Regions from separate parts of the Mus musculus genome. Here region 1 is linked to region 2. A link is a contact called in public Hi-C data. All regions are on one chromosome and are shown on one strand. The core of a region is the stretch at or near the end of the contact, and the rest is flanking DNA. Distances in the headings are between cores, read along the strand shown. Region 1 overlaps Tenm4 (teneurin transmembrane protein 4). Region 2 overlaps Tenm4 (teneurin transmembrane protein 4).

The links. A called contact is a pair of places that touch in the nucleus more often than the background predicts.
Region 1: a contact with region 2 is called in a Hi-C map of cortical neurons. The contact joins two enhancer-like sites. A contact is called at or near these places in 1 of 39 promoter capture datasets (second pharyngeal arch cranial neural crest), 3 of 484 Hi-C or Micro-C datasets (cortical neurons, cranial neural crest and nephron progenitors), 1 of 115 datasets of contacts at active chromatin or transcription factors (astrocytes) and 2 of 9 other capture datasets (embryonic stem cells and embryonic tail).

The regions. Positions count from the first base shown.
Region 1 is chr7:96,908,410-96,914,323 of GRCm38.p6, forward strand. Tenm4 (teneurin transmembrane protein 4) reads left to right here. Exons shown (of 33, transcript NM_001310762.1): 33 at 1-2,684. Among named protein-coding and RNA genes, the nearest start is that of Gm22226, 8.7 kb to the right of the region's middle. Within about 2 kb of position 3,427, at least 17 of the 459 cell types and tissues checked have an H3K27ac peak or open chromatin away from gene starts, as enhancers often do.
Region 2 is chr7:96,375,009-96,381,545 of GRCm38.p6, forward strand. The region is part of intron 2 of Tenm4 (teneurin transmembrane protein 4); the gene reads left to right. Among named protein-coding and RNA genes, the nearest start is that of Gm15412, 36 kb to the left of the region's middle. Within about 2 kb of position 2,068, at least 12 of the 459 cell types and tissues checked have an H3K27ac peak or open chromatin away from gene starts, as enhancers often do.

The DNA of each region.
Region 1 (5,914 bases), core at 2,177-4,676, 530 kb after region 2:
CTCTTACCGCAGGAGAATCGGAGCAGTGTGTAGTTCTGCCTGGCAGAGAGAGGTGTCCAAAGCGTGTTGGGGGAGGGGAGATCTCGCCTTATGTTGTCCCACTGGGATAAGAGGATGTGTTTCGTTAAGTGCTCTTCCTGATTCCAAAAAAAGAAAAAAGAAAAAAAAAATCCGTCACGCTGTTGCAACCGTGTGCCACAGCCTGCTCTATCCACTGGTTGCTCATTGCCTCTGGATCAAAGCTCTGCTGGGTCAGATTTGATGCCCTCTCAGGCCCACAGTACCTAGCGCGAGCTGTAATGCAGACCCCCTTCTGGTATGATCATTCTTGGGTGGGATAGAAAATAGTTTGACCTGAAACACATGGGTTTTTCTGTATCCAGAAGACATATGCCCCTCAAAATGTACGTTTGCTGTAAGGGTCCTGTGGGCAGAGTTGTCCTGTGAGTTGGCCTAGTTGATCTGTCCCATACTGGCTGCCTGACATTGGCTGAGATCCGCCGGGGTCATTTACTTATAAGACAGAGAGACAGCATGTGACCCAAGGGACCATCTCCTTGTAGCTGTCCAGCCTGTGACTTCCTCCTCTGTTGTCTCCCTCCCTCAAAGACTATATTTTTAGGCATCAGTGAATACCATGAGATATGGGGTATTCTTCTTTAAAAGGAATGATCCCATATTCTTCCTGGACTGCCACCCCAGAGAGGAAACAGGCAAGCATCCCTGAGCTGTATAGGACCTCAGCTGTAGGCCAGACAGTGCCATGTGCCTCCCTTGACACTGATGCTGTCCTCCCTGAACTATGACCTTGGCTCCTTTCAGTTGGATTCCACCTCCCAGGTGTGTTTAAAGGCACAGGCCACAGTTCCTTTCGCCCATTTAGGAGACTTTAAATATAAAATGCCATCCTGGACAGCTCCCGCTCTTTCGACACTCATTACATCTATCCACTTGAGAGAGTGACCGGGTCTTCCTCACTGGTGGAAGTTTGTGATTCTGATGGGAGTTAGCTTCTGAACCTCTAAGGATTGCTTTTGCATAGTTCCCACCTTCTCCACCCTCCACAACTGCCAATTAGTCCCCCAGCCTCAGCCCCTCCTCCAAGACCTTAAACAAGACTTTATTAGTTTCTGACCTCGTCTTTTATACCCTGAGACCCCCTTTATGGTCATCTCCCAGGCAGGCATCACTAGATGGTATTGTGGTGATATTGACTCCATAGTAAACCACACTTTAGCCTTTAACACTTGGCTCAGAGCCACTGGTGGAAAACTAGCCCAAGGTCCACACCAGTGCCTGACTCTACTGAAGGATGCTGGGCTTGAAAGAAACCCTAGGAAGCTAAAGGGAGACTGCTGAGGCTGGACAAGTGCCTGAAAATAAGAGGGATTGCATGGGGAGGGGGGCAGATGATGAAGAAGAGCCGAGTAAGCTGAGTAAACTGGCTTTATAGGCTTGAGGCAAGGGAAGAAGAAGAAAGGGCCTTACAACTGTGACTTAAGTGACTGCCTTTATAGAGAAGGTTTTCAGTGTGACATCTTAGAACACATCTTTGCCATTTGCAGTCCTTGTGTTTCTGCTGGCCATGTGATGTGGTGAGAGCAGTGACATTGGGCTTTGTACCCGGGGAGATGAGCTGGCTGGCTTCCAGCAGAGGGCTGGGCTTTGGGGTTAAATCACCCATTACACAAAGATGAGTGTGTCCTTCATCCCTCACATCAACTGCTTAGCCCAGGTTATGCCGATTCTGGGGTAGGAGGATTCACCTCCCATGGGGTCCCAGTCTCTCCTCTCTCCCGGGATCTTCATCAGGACTAAAAGCCCTCCACGAGAGGCACACCGTCCCCAGCTAGGTCAAAACCATTGTCTATATTTTGTGAGAGGGGACGGAAGTAAAAAATGAACTCTGTGGTTCAAGACCTTTTTATTTAGCCTTCCCAAAACAGCAAACTCATTTTAAAGACTCATTGCTCAGGTGACTGAAACTTTATCCTCTCCAACCCATCATTCTCAAAAACCAGCCTTGTGTACTTGACTGCCCGGAACAGTGGCGGGCTATGCGGTTTCACGGTGTTGTGGAAGATCAAAGGTGGGGAAGCATGGGGTGGGAACCCTGTGTTGTGTTTCAGAGGCCTCGGTGGGGCCCTGTGTTGTACTTCTTACCCTCTGGGGAATGCCAAAGGCGTGAGACTGGGCTACTTCCTAGTCCCTAAGAAAAATGTGATTGATTCTAAGGGCTGATGGTTCAGGGCTGACTGCCCGTGGGCAGGCTCGGCTGTCCCCGCAGAAGCTGACCCACAGATGTCTGGTGGTTCCCAGCAGCTCTAATCCACTCATCACCAGAACCCCACTGTTCTAAATGTGCCCGTCATTCTGAGGACTTCTGAACCCGCAGCTCTGGCAAAGGACGATAATGAGCTGCCTCTGGATGACCAACACTGGAGACTCTGGCCTTACCATGTGGAAATAGTTTTCCTGAAGTCTGGAACTAATTTTGAGAAGTTTTTTTCTCAACACTTTTGTGTTTCTAACACTGTATTCTTGACTGTGTAAATACCAACAAGGCTGTAAATAAATGCAGATGTAGATACCTTCTAGAAAAAAGGGGGGAAAGCATAAAAACAAAACCAGAAGTGATCCCGTGTAGCCTTCGTTGACAAATAAAAGACTATTTTGTGTTTAAAGGTGTGCAGTGGCCTTTGTTGGGAGACAGTGGCAGTTACCAGGAGGGCTGGAGGAAGACCCCCATCTTAGTCCCAGAGTCCCTTGCAGGTCCTACCTGTCATGAACAGCGGTGTCTGGAGGATCACAGAAGACCAGAGGCCTCACTTACTAAAAGATGAGGTACACACAGAGGCAGCTCTCACCTTAGCTAGTGCCAAACTGCCTTAAGCTGTGTCCTAGCCTGGTTCTTATGCTCACTGGCTTCAAAGACAGATTCCAAGGGGCAGGAACACCTGGCCCCATCCACCACCAAACGCAGGACCTGCCACAGAGTTACTGCACCTTACAAATTAACAGGCGCGTGTTCAACTGAGACGTGATAATAACCACATAGTACAACTTAGGGAGAGAGGAGAAAAACTCCTTGAGTAGTGTAGGTGTTTTCCTGCTGTGTTCTTTTCTTTCCAATCTAGCGTAGTTCTAATCACAGTGCGTGGGAACCTCTCTCTTTTAATCGCACACTTAAGCTATGAGACCTCAGTGTCAGGGGTGAATGCTGGTAGTCTTGAAGAGATTATTTACTGAGCCCAGCTCCCGGGTGTATGTGGCAAACTTTATGAAAATTCAAACAACCGTCCTTCTAAGTCAGGAATGCCATCCCACTCTCATTGACCCCAGGTTGGCCCATGCTAAGCTCTAGGGAAAGGAGGGTCAAGCTATAATAGGCCCCTTCCTTCCATGCAGGCTGGATGGAGACATCACGGCAGAAGTGACAGGCAGCATCAGCAGCGCAGCCCTCCACTGTGAGCCACCTCAGCATGGACAGGGGTTCCGGTGCTACGACCTGACCTTTGGTCACTGAGGTACTCTGCACGCCAGATCGTGCCTCTCCATGAGGGCATGGTGACACAGACCTCCTGGTCGATTTCTTCTTGTGTCACTTAAAGAAGGATGTATGTAAAGTAGCTCACTGCTCAGAACACCATGCCCCCTCTGCCCAGCCCAGCCAACCCAGACCCTTAACTGCTGTCCAAAGCTTAGCACTCTGTACTCTATAATGTTTCTCAAGCTTTGACTTGCAGTTTATGAACGTATAGCACCTCCCCCTCCCCCTGAATTCCCAAATAAGCAGGCCTGGAGGGTAGCCCCAGAACATGCAGTTCTAATCGGTTCCCAGGTATTACTGCTTTGAGAACTGCTGGTAACTATGCTACCCTCAATGCTGTGTACATAATAAATTGTTTAATGTGTGTGACACTTCAGATGCCCCGAGTCAGCAGAACCTCCCCTTTCTCCCAGTGGGCAGCTGCGCTAGCCCACACCCCGACACCCCTACCCCATCTACCTTTCCCTCTGCATGTACCACAATGGGCTGCCTGAGCTCTTGGACCACTCAGTCAAGCCCCAGACTTTCGCCTGTCAGTTGTTCACACACAGTCTTCACACCTGGCTGAAATCAACTCAAAACCTTTTGGACACTCTTTCTGCTCTCACAAGATGCCCCCAGTGCGTCCTCTAAAGCTGACCTGAGCTGTTCAAGACGGGGCCACTTCAGGAGTGAGCTCCTCTCCAGGTTAATCAAAACTAAATTTCATCCTCTGTGTGTTCCCAGTGTCCCAAATACGAGTCCAGCGCCTCATCCGTTGAAGGTTGGCCTCTCTTTGACTTCAGGGTCCAGTCCCTCCAGTGGAGAGTCATCAGTCCACAGCTGCCCCGAAGAGCCAGACACTTCTGGCCCTCTCTACACTCCAGTAAAAGTTGCTAGGACAGCTCACCAAGACTCAGTGGGGTTGGCTGTTGAGAATGAACACACAGGGCCTTCGGTCACCTCATTCAGAGAGACTGGTAGAGTCCTGTGTCCTGCCCCAGAGTGAACACGTGATGAGGGTCCGTGGGTTAGAAATGAATGCAGCCAAGATGACAGGACTTCCAGTTAGCAGTGGATGGGGCTCTAGGTACCTTTGCTCACCAGTTTCCCCTGGGTTCTGCCACAGGAAGCACTCATAGATGTCTGTTAGATGAACGGTGCACACATCTCTGATTCTGTAACAGCCCACCCCACCCTCTGCCAGGTCTCTGGACCTCTCCCCACTTTGATTCCTATTCTATAACTGACTGCAAAAGCACACAGGAAGTGCTCCCCACTAAGTGAGTGCTACTCAACTCTGAGGCCAAATGTCTGCCCCAGCCTCCCTGACCAGATACTTCTGGGGACAAGCACTGTCTGGTTTAATGGTGAGATCTCAGCAGAGAGAGTAAGAGTTGCCTCTAGACAAGGTGCTGTCTGCATTAATCCTGATTGAACCCACACCATAGGCAAGAGGTGGGATTGGCAGGTGAGCTGTAGGTTCATGACTTGTGTTTAAGGATGGAATCAGAATGTGAGTCCAGGATTCCCTAGTGCCACATTCTAAGCTATGTTGGTATTAAAGTTAGGGAGCCAAGGAATTTCCCATATGAAGAGACTGAGGAATGAATACCACCTTTCATGTGTCCAGCAGGTCCCCATCAGCAGACACAGGATTGCCTGAGACTGTATTCCACTCCCATACTTGGAGCCAGCCTCATGGGCAGTGACCAGAGCTCCATGACCAGTGCAGCCCCACAGAGCTCCATGCTTAGAAGGGCTCGGCTCTCCCTGAGTTCAGTGTTCTGCTGTCACCATCTTGAATGCCTGTTTCTTCTTCTTTTCAAAGGGGGACTGTCTATTTTCATCTTATCCTGGATTATGCAAACTATGTGACCAGTCATGCCCAGATTGCTTATCCAGCGTTGATAATCTCTCAGAATTCTAGGACATTCTCAAGACCCTGAGACACAGAGGACCCCAGATTCCCAAAAGAGTGGGTATCCAATGGGCAAGAAAATCCTTGCATGTGTTGGCTTAGGACTGACTCGCATCAAGAGAACCCAGGAAACTCACACCTGATGATAAACATTCGAGCTACAATGCCCTTGCACACACAGGCATGTGTCTGAAGCCCATCTCCATGTCCACCCAAGTCTCACTAGATGACCACAATGTATTTATATGAGGACAATGATTCTCTCTCCTCAGAGATGTTTGCCAGTTTTCCTGATCATCCACTAAGTCGCACTCATGATTTCTTCACACTCATAGCGCCACCTGGTGGCCACCTCTCGCACTTTCCCTCCCCCAGCCTGAGCTGCAGAACAGCTGAGTAACACCAGTCTCCTGCCCAGCTCTTTCACTTCCTGGGGTTCGGGAGACCTTCAGACAACATCCCTT
Region 2 (6,537 bases), core at 818-3,317:
GCCAAGGAGGGAGGATTGAAAACCCAAGGCCACCTCATTTATACATAGAGACCCTTTTTCTATGTGGGGAAAAAGAGGAAAGAAGGAGAGAGAGGATGATGAAGAGAAAGGACTTGGTAAACAAAAGAGCAGTCTCTGAGGGTGAGGACCATAAGAATGTTTGGGTTTCCTTTTTGTGTGTGTGTGTGTGTGAATCCCAGGTCAAGTTCAGACAAGTTCAATTGATCACCCCAACTGGCCTGGCAGCAGGCAACTGAAGAGTTCAAGTCTAGGCATCCAAAGTCAGCCCTCTGCTTCTGTGAGCATAATTATGCCCGGCAAAGTAGCACATTCCATATCATTCTAACCTTGACCTTGGTGAGCTTCACTTCTATAAGCCTCAGTGGCCTCACCTGTAAAACAGGACAACAACCTTCTCCTCCTAGAGTACTGCTGGAAAAATGCAAGGAGACCATGTGTGTGAAAATTGATACTATCAGATCTGGCTCAGAGAAAATTATCAACAAATGTTACTGTCCCCTCCATCTGGAAGCTGACAAATTCAATTAACTAGAGCCACCCATTCCCACCCCTACCCTCCACCCCCATTCCCAAGCCTATCCACAGAATCATAAATTTCCTGTCTGAAAAAACAGCTCCATAAATCACCTGGCATGGTCTGAGCGGGGGAATTCTGGCGGGAGTTGGTTCCGTGTGTTCCTCAGTCTTGCTGGCTCAGCCTGCCAGCCTTCCTATAAGTAGAAGGATTCCCACCAGCACAGCCAAAAAGAGGGAAAGATGCTGTCGGTGGATTCCACAGAAGGGCTAATATTAGCGGGGCATAGGATGGCTATGGGTCTATATTTAGAATCTGTGTCTTCAGCCCTTTTGGATGCAGCAGAGTGGAGGGCAGAACGGGGTGGTATTTACAAGAGGCAGGCAGAGCCGCTAGACCAGGCCTTCCTTCTTCTCTCTCCAGGAAGTGGGCAAGCCAACACAAACCAGGGCTGCTGGGGAGGAGGCAGATAGTAGAGGGTACCCCCATAGTGGAACAAAGTAAGGTAGTGATAGAAGTCTTGGGAGAACCCCAGGATTGCTGAATTTGGCTAATGGGAAGGCAGAGGAATAAGCTCTGTGGCCTTCTGGTTTGGGTTGGTAACCAAAGAAGGATGTCCCTGGCTTTATCCTGCAGATGCTTTGGATGGACGTGCCACAGGGCAATGGACCTAGGTCAGAAGAGAGACGTGTATCTTTCACAGACGTCTTTTACCATCCTCCCTCTCACAGGTGGCCTCCTCCTTTCTCTGTTTGCTTTGTGCTTTTCACCCAGAACCTGCCTCGCTGAGGTGCTTCTAGCCCTTCTATATGGACTAAACCAAAATATATACTTCTGCTACATACATGTTATCCTATATCAAACGAGGCCCAAGGAAGAGAGGATGGAGGTATTTGGGGTTTCAGTTACTCCATAGTGTGGGATATACTCTGAACAGCCACACACAGAGGCCTTCATATTTCTCTACAAGTACCACATCCACAGATGCTCTCCAGCACCCCTGGCCATACCTCCTTAGGAGACTTCAAGACTGAATAGAATGTCCTGTTACCTGATGTCTGCCCTGGGTTCTCTTCCAGCAGTTAGGTGGTTTCCTAAGGGGGAGAGACAGTGTTAGGAGGAGAAGGGGAGGGCAAAGGGCTTTCCTGGTGCATCAGGTTTTCTACCCTTCGGTGAGGGAGGTGAATTGGATGCTTACCAGGCCTCTCTGCCTTGCAGTCTATTTATCTGCTGAGTTTTTCGTTGGTATAATGAGAATATAATCAGAACAGCATGTGTTCTCCACCCTGTCCCTACTCCAATAAAATCCATGTGACCCCAAGGAAAATGGAGATGACTTAGGCTTTTTCACATTCTGGTGTTCTCGTTCACTCCCCTTTCTGGAGTCTTAGACAAGCTCAGAGGCCTGTCTACACAGGGTGGCAAGGATAGCCCACAAGCCGGGATAATCTACTCTCTACCCTTAGGCCCTGTCTGAATCTGTAATTATGGCGTGGGCCTGGGTGGGCAGGTTGCCCCCATGAGAGGCTGGAGACTATCATGGGCCTTCTGCATGTACTTTCCACCATTATGGAACTGTCTGTTATGGTTCCTGGAGCGAGCTTTCTCTCTTCCCTTCTCATCTTAGAGCACTGTTCTCTCAGTTGGTTTGCTTGTTTGCAGTCTGTGGGCACAGTGTTGTCTCCCCTGCAGACTCCAGAGCACATGGCTGAGTTGGCGTGGACGCAGGCTCACCCCACTTAGCCTACAGGCATTTTTGACACATAAATAAATAGCTCTGAGAGCAGCTGATGTTTCCAGGTAAAATGTTTGCACATGGTATGTATCTGGGAAGCAGAGGCACGCTCGCACGCATACACACATAGACGTTGGAGAATTAAAAACATAACATGCACAACTCTACTACTCACACATGCCTGGCCCCTGGAGATTTCACTGGGAGCTGTTTCTTCCTGCAGATGGATTAGGAGTTTGTGATTTTTAGAATCATAGAATGTCAGGGAGGGAGGAACACAGCAGATTATTCAGTTAGGGGATTTCAAACATACTGACCTCCATCACCCATCTTCAAAGAGAATTTTATAGAGACCTTCGAGATACAAAACAGAAGAACAGATGTGTTCTGGATAAAGTGAAGAAGAGGAAGGAGGGGAGGCCTGGATTCCACTGAATGCAGTGTGAAAGGCAGAATACTCAGCACCCTCCAGGAAACTGGGGCCAGAGGAAGAAAGCCTCTCGCTTGGCGTCCCATGACAACTGAAGGATGAATTCAAAAATGGAACCAGAAGCCATACCATGGGGAATGACAAATCACAGCTGAAATAAGATGGAAATATAACTGACCTTTGGCATCTGTGGAAGATCAGTTCCAGGAAGGCAAGCCATGAATAGCAAGGGCTAAGGACACACAAGTACCTCATATAGAATGGCATGGTATTTGCCTATAACCTAGGCACATCTTTTAGGATACTTAGAATCATCTGTTGGTTGCTGAGAATATCCAGTCCAGTGTAAGAACAAAGGGATGATGTTGTTTAGGAGATAATGATAGAAATAGTCTACACATCTCAGAATAGATACAATGCTGCCTGAATAATTCATATTCTCTCTCTCTCTCTCTCTCTCTCTCTCTCTCTCTCTCTCTCTCTGTGTGTGTGTGTGTGTGTGTGTCTGTGTCTGTGTGTGTCTGTGTGTCTGTGTCTGTGTGTCTGTGTCTGTGTGTGTGTGTTTACACACTTTACTATGGCATGTACATCAAGGCCAGAGCACAGCTTTGTGGAGTTGGTTCCTACTTCCCACTATGTCCTGGATATCAAACTGGACTTCAACCTTCAGCCACTGATCTTTCTCCCCTGACCCTCCTTGGCTGTTTGAACAGTAGTTCTTCTTTCCACTGAGTATCAAACCAGCCATCTTTCTGCTATGATGGTTGCTATGGTTTTGTATGTAAATAGCTCCCCCTCACACACACACACACACACACACACACACACACACACACACACACATCAATTTTCAGCAGAATCACCCAGCATCATAGACAGGAGTGTCAATGTATCTGTTTTACATCACTGCTGCTCAGGGCTGGGGTCTTCTCAGAGGAGGGGTAGACATGGAAGCCCCAACCACTCTCTGTTCAGTTAGCTAGGCTCCTTGCTTACCTGTTTGACCAAGATTTCATTGGACAAAACAGAAACAGAAACAGGGGGAGCTACTTTAAACAAAAGAACATCAGAAAGTCCCATGATATAGGTACCTTCAAAGGAGTGAATCTGAACCCCCATTTACCTGACTCTTTGGAAAGATATTGACCTTACTATGACAACGGACTGAAAGAGCAAACCTTCTTCAGTCATGCAGGACTAAAGTTTGTCCTTTTGGCCTCAGTAAATCTGAGAGAATTTCAAGCTTGGCACCACCTACAGTTCCTCATGGAACTTGAAAACAAACATGGTCCCAGATCTAAACAGAGGAACCCTCCTGCCAATTGTTCTAAACCCCCAATGCCTATCTAATTGTTCACCTTTGACCTACTTAAACATTTAGTACCTAAGGTGATTCTATCAACTCCCTCTGCCTGCAGTTGCCAGCTTGGCCATCTCAACCGTCTAACCCAATTGATGCTTGACACCCTTCAGCTGAATACTCCAGAGGAGTTCTTGGTTTGCTGGCACCGATGGGTGATTTGGAGATCCCAGAGCTGTGTAGATCCCCACCCTGCAGAGAGCAAGGCATTACACCACCTTCACATCTTTGCAGGAGTCTCTCTAATCCACTAGTTGTAGTTTGTTGCTGACGTTAAATCCAATAAATTCATGTCTGGCAGTTTGATTCTCCACATGTTTGAGAAGTTTGAAGCTTTAAGGTGAATTAAGGAGACATCACTGATGGACTTTGGGAGTCAACCTATGGGGATAAGGTCTCTCTGGGTAGACTCATGGGTCCAGGTCCCATCTCAGCTCTGTCACATGCTCGAGGGGGAGGGTCAACCTCAGACTGGCTACTTCTTTCTCTCAAAAATGAGGAATATTCAGGAGGATTCAGGGAGGCAGATGATGAGATGTAGATGAGGTTGGCCTACAGTGCAAGCTTTAGGGCTGTGTAGGAAGATCCTGCCTCAAACAAGCAAGGAAAATGACAAACAGGAATCCTTTTGATAAGTATTTATACTACAAAAAGAATAGCTGGTCCATAGTGGGGACCCAGTAAACAGCCATTCTTTCCATCTGGTTCCTGGAATATCTGTGAAGCCTTAGACCCCTGACTCCATGTAGTGTGACCCAGATCCAAGCTAGACACTTCTACTAAAGAGTACTGCCCAATAACACTCGAGGGTGAAGCTCCAGTAGATGGAGGATGTGTGCTAACCAGATGTCTTTGATTTTGAGAGCAGTAACTTACTGGTTTCCAAATACTATAATACTCTCACATTGCAGGGTTTCCTATGGCTAGAGGCTGCCATGGCTTATACGGCCTTGTAGGAATTTTCTGCCTTTAAAGAATGTCTCATAAGATACTGATGCTTTCTATAGTTCAGGAAGTTGTCATTGATCCCACTTCAACTTCATGAAATTGATGTTCAGAGGTCCTTGTGGCCCAGGTCCTATTCCGGACCACATTGCATCACTTATTGTTCAATCTGTGGAACCATTATGGGTGGCAGGGATAGTGAGTCTCACTCATTAGATGGTAAACCGAGTCTCTACCAAGTTAAGGCACTTGGCTACATAGATTTATTAGAGGATAGAATTGGACTAATGTCTATGTGATTCTTGCTATTGTGGGTAGATGTATGTGTTAGGAGGGGGCAGCTTGCTTCTTTTCACTTTTTTAGAGCCAGCCCTGAGCAGATCTATGTGCAAGGCCTGAAGGCATCTTCATTTTAATTAGTAAAATAATCTCCATTGACTGTTATCTGCTGTGCACTAAACACATCCTTGACATTAAAGCTTCACTTATAAACAAGATATAGTTAAAGCTGAAGAAATCCAAACAATAGCAATTCATTTAATGAGTGTTTTTAAGAGCTGTAAAAATGGTACAGGCATATATGAGAGAGGTCCTGGACCCGGGAGAAACTTCTAGGAGGATATACCCTGTGATCTGAAAGTTTGAGCAGCTGAGTAAGTTGGGGTGGTGAGGTTCTGGTCTGGAGGACCAGCATGTTAGAAGTCAGAGAAAAAGCACCCACCCGGATAATCTGAGGTTAGCGGAGGGTTCCATGATAGCCAGGAATATGGTTAGTCCTCATTGATATGCACTATAGACACAAAATACACGTGGAGTTAAGAAACCACATGGGAAAAAGTGTCAAGCATCACATTGATGGTTTTTTCTATTTTGATCATTTATTAGAATAATAATTTAAATAAGCCATGTTTGTAAATAAAATTAAAGCCGTCTTATTAAAACTGACATTTTCTTTTCTCTTGTAAAATCTACCAGCATTACATTTGTGACCCACAGTGTATTAAGACTTAATCCATCAGGGCATAGGAAGTGTCTCAAGGGTTGAGAACTTGGAAATATAAGTTAGGGAGATTGGGATTAGAAAGTGTGTGATTCTGATACATTTCCTTTAAACTCATTTACTCCCCAAAGCAGCTCGAGAGGAAAAGATTGTTCAGTTCATGTGTGTGGCTCAGACACAGGGATGATGTACCAAGTGGTCCTCTGTTGGTCTATCTACACATCAGTGCTCACAGCATGCCACTACTAAGGTACAATCTGAGCTCATAGCCTTTCTATTCTCTACACTCCATCCCTGGCTGCCAGCCAGTTCCTTGGTTTGATTTTCATTTGAGGGTCTGTCACTAGAAAGTCATCATGCTAAAGATTGGCTTTTTCATGCTTCTTGTTTCTCTCCCATTACTAGACAGCATCTGAAAGACCAGCTACCTCTCTCTTAGTTCTATGAGACGGCTCTCAAAGTAAAAGGCTGTCCCATCTAAGGGTGGTGTGCCTAAGGGCATTGGTAGACTGCGCTGGTTTAGGTTTGCCGT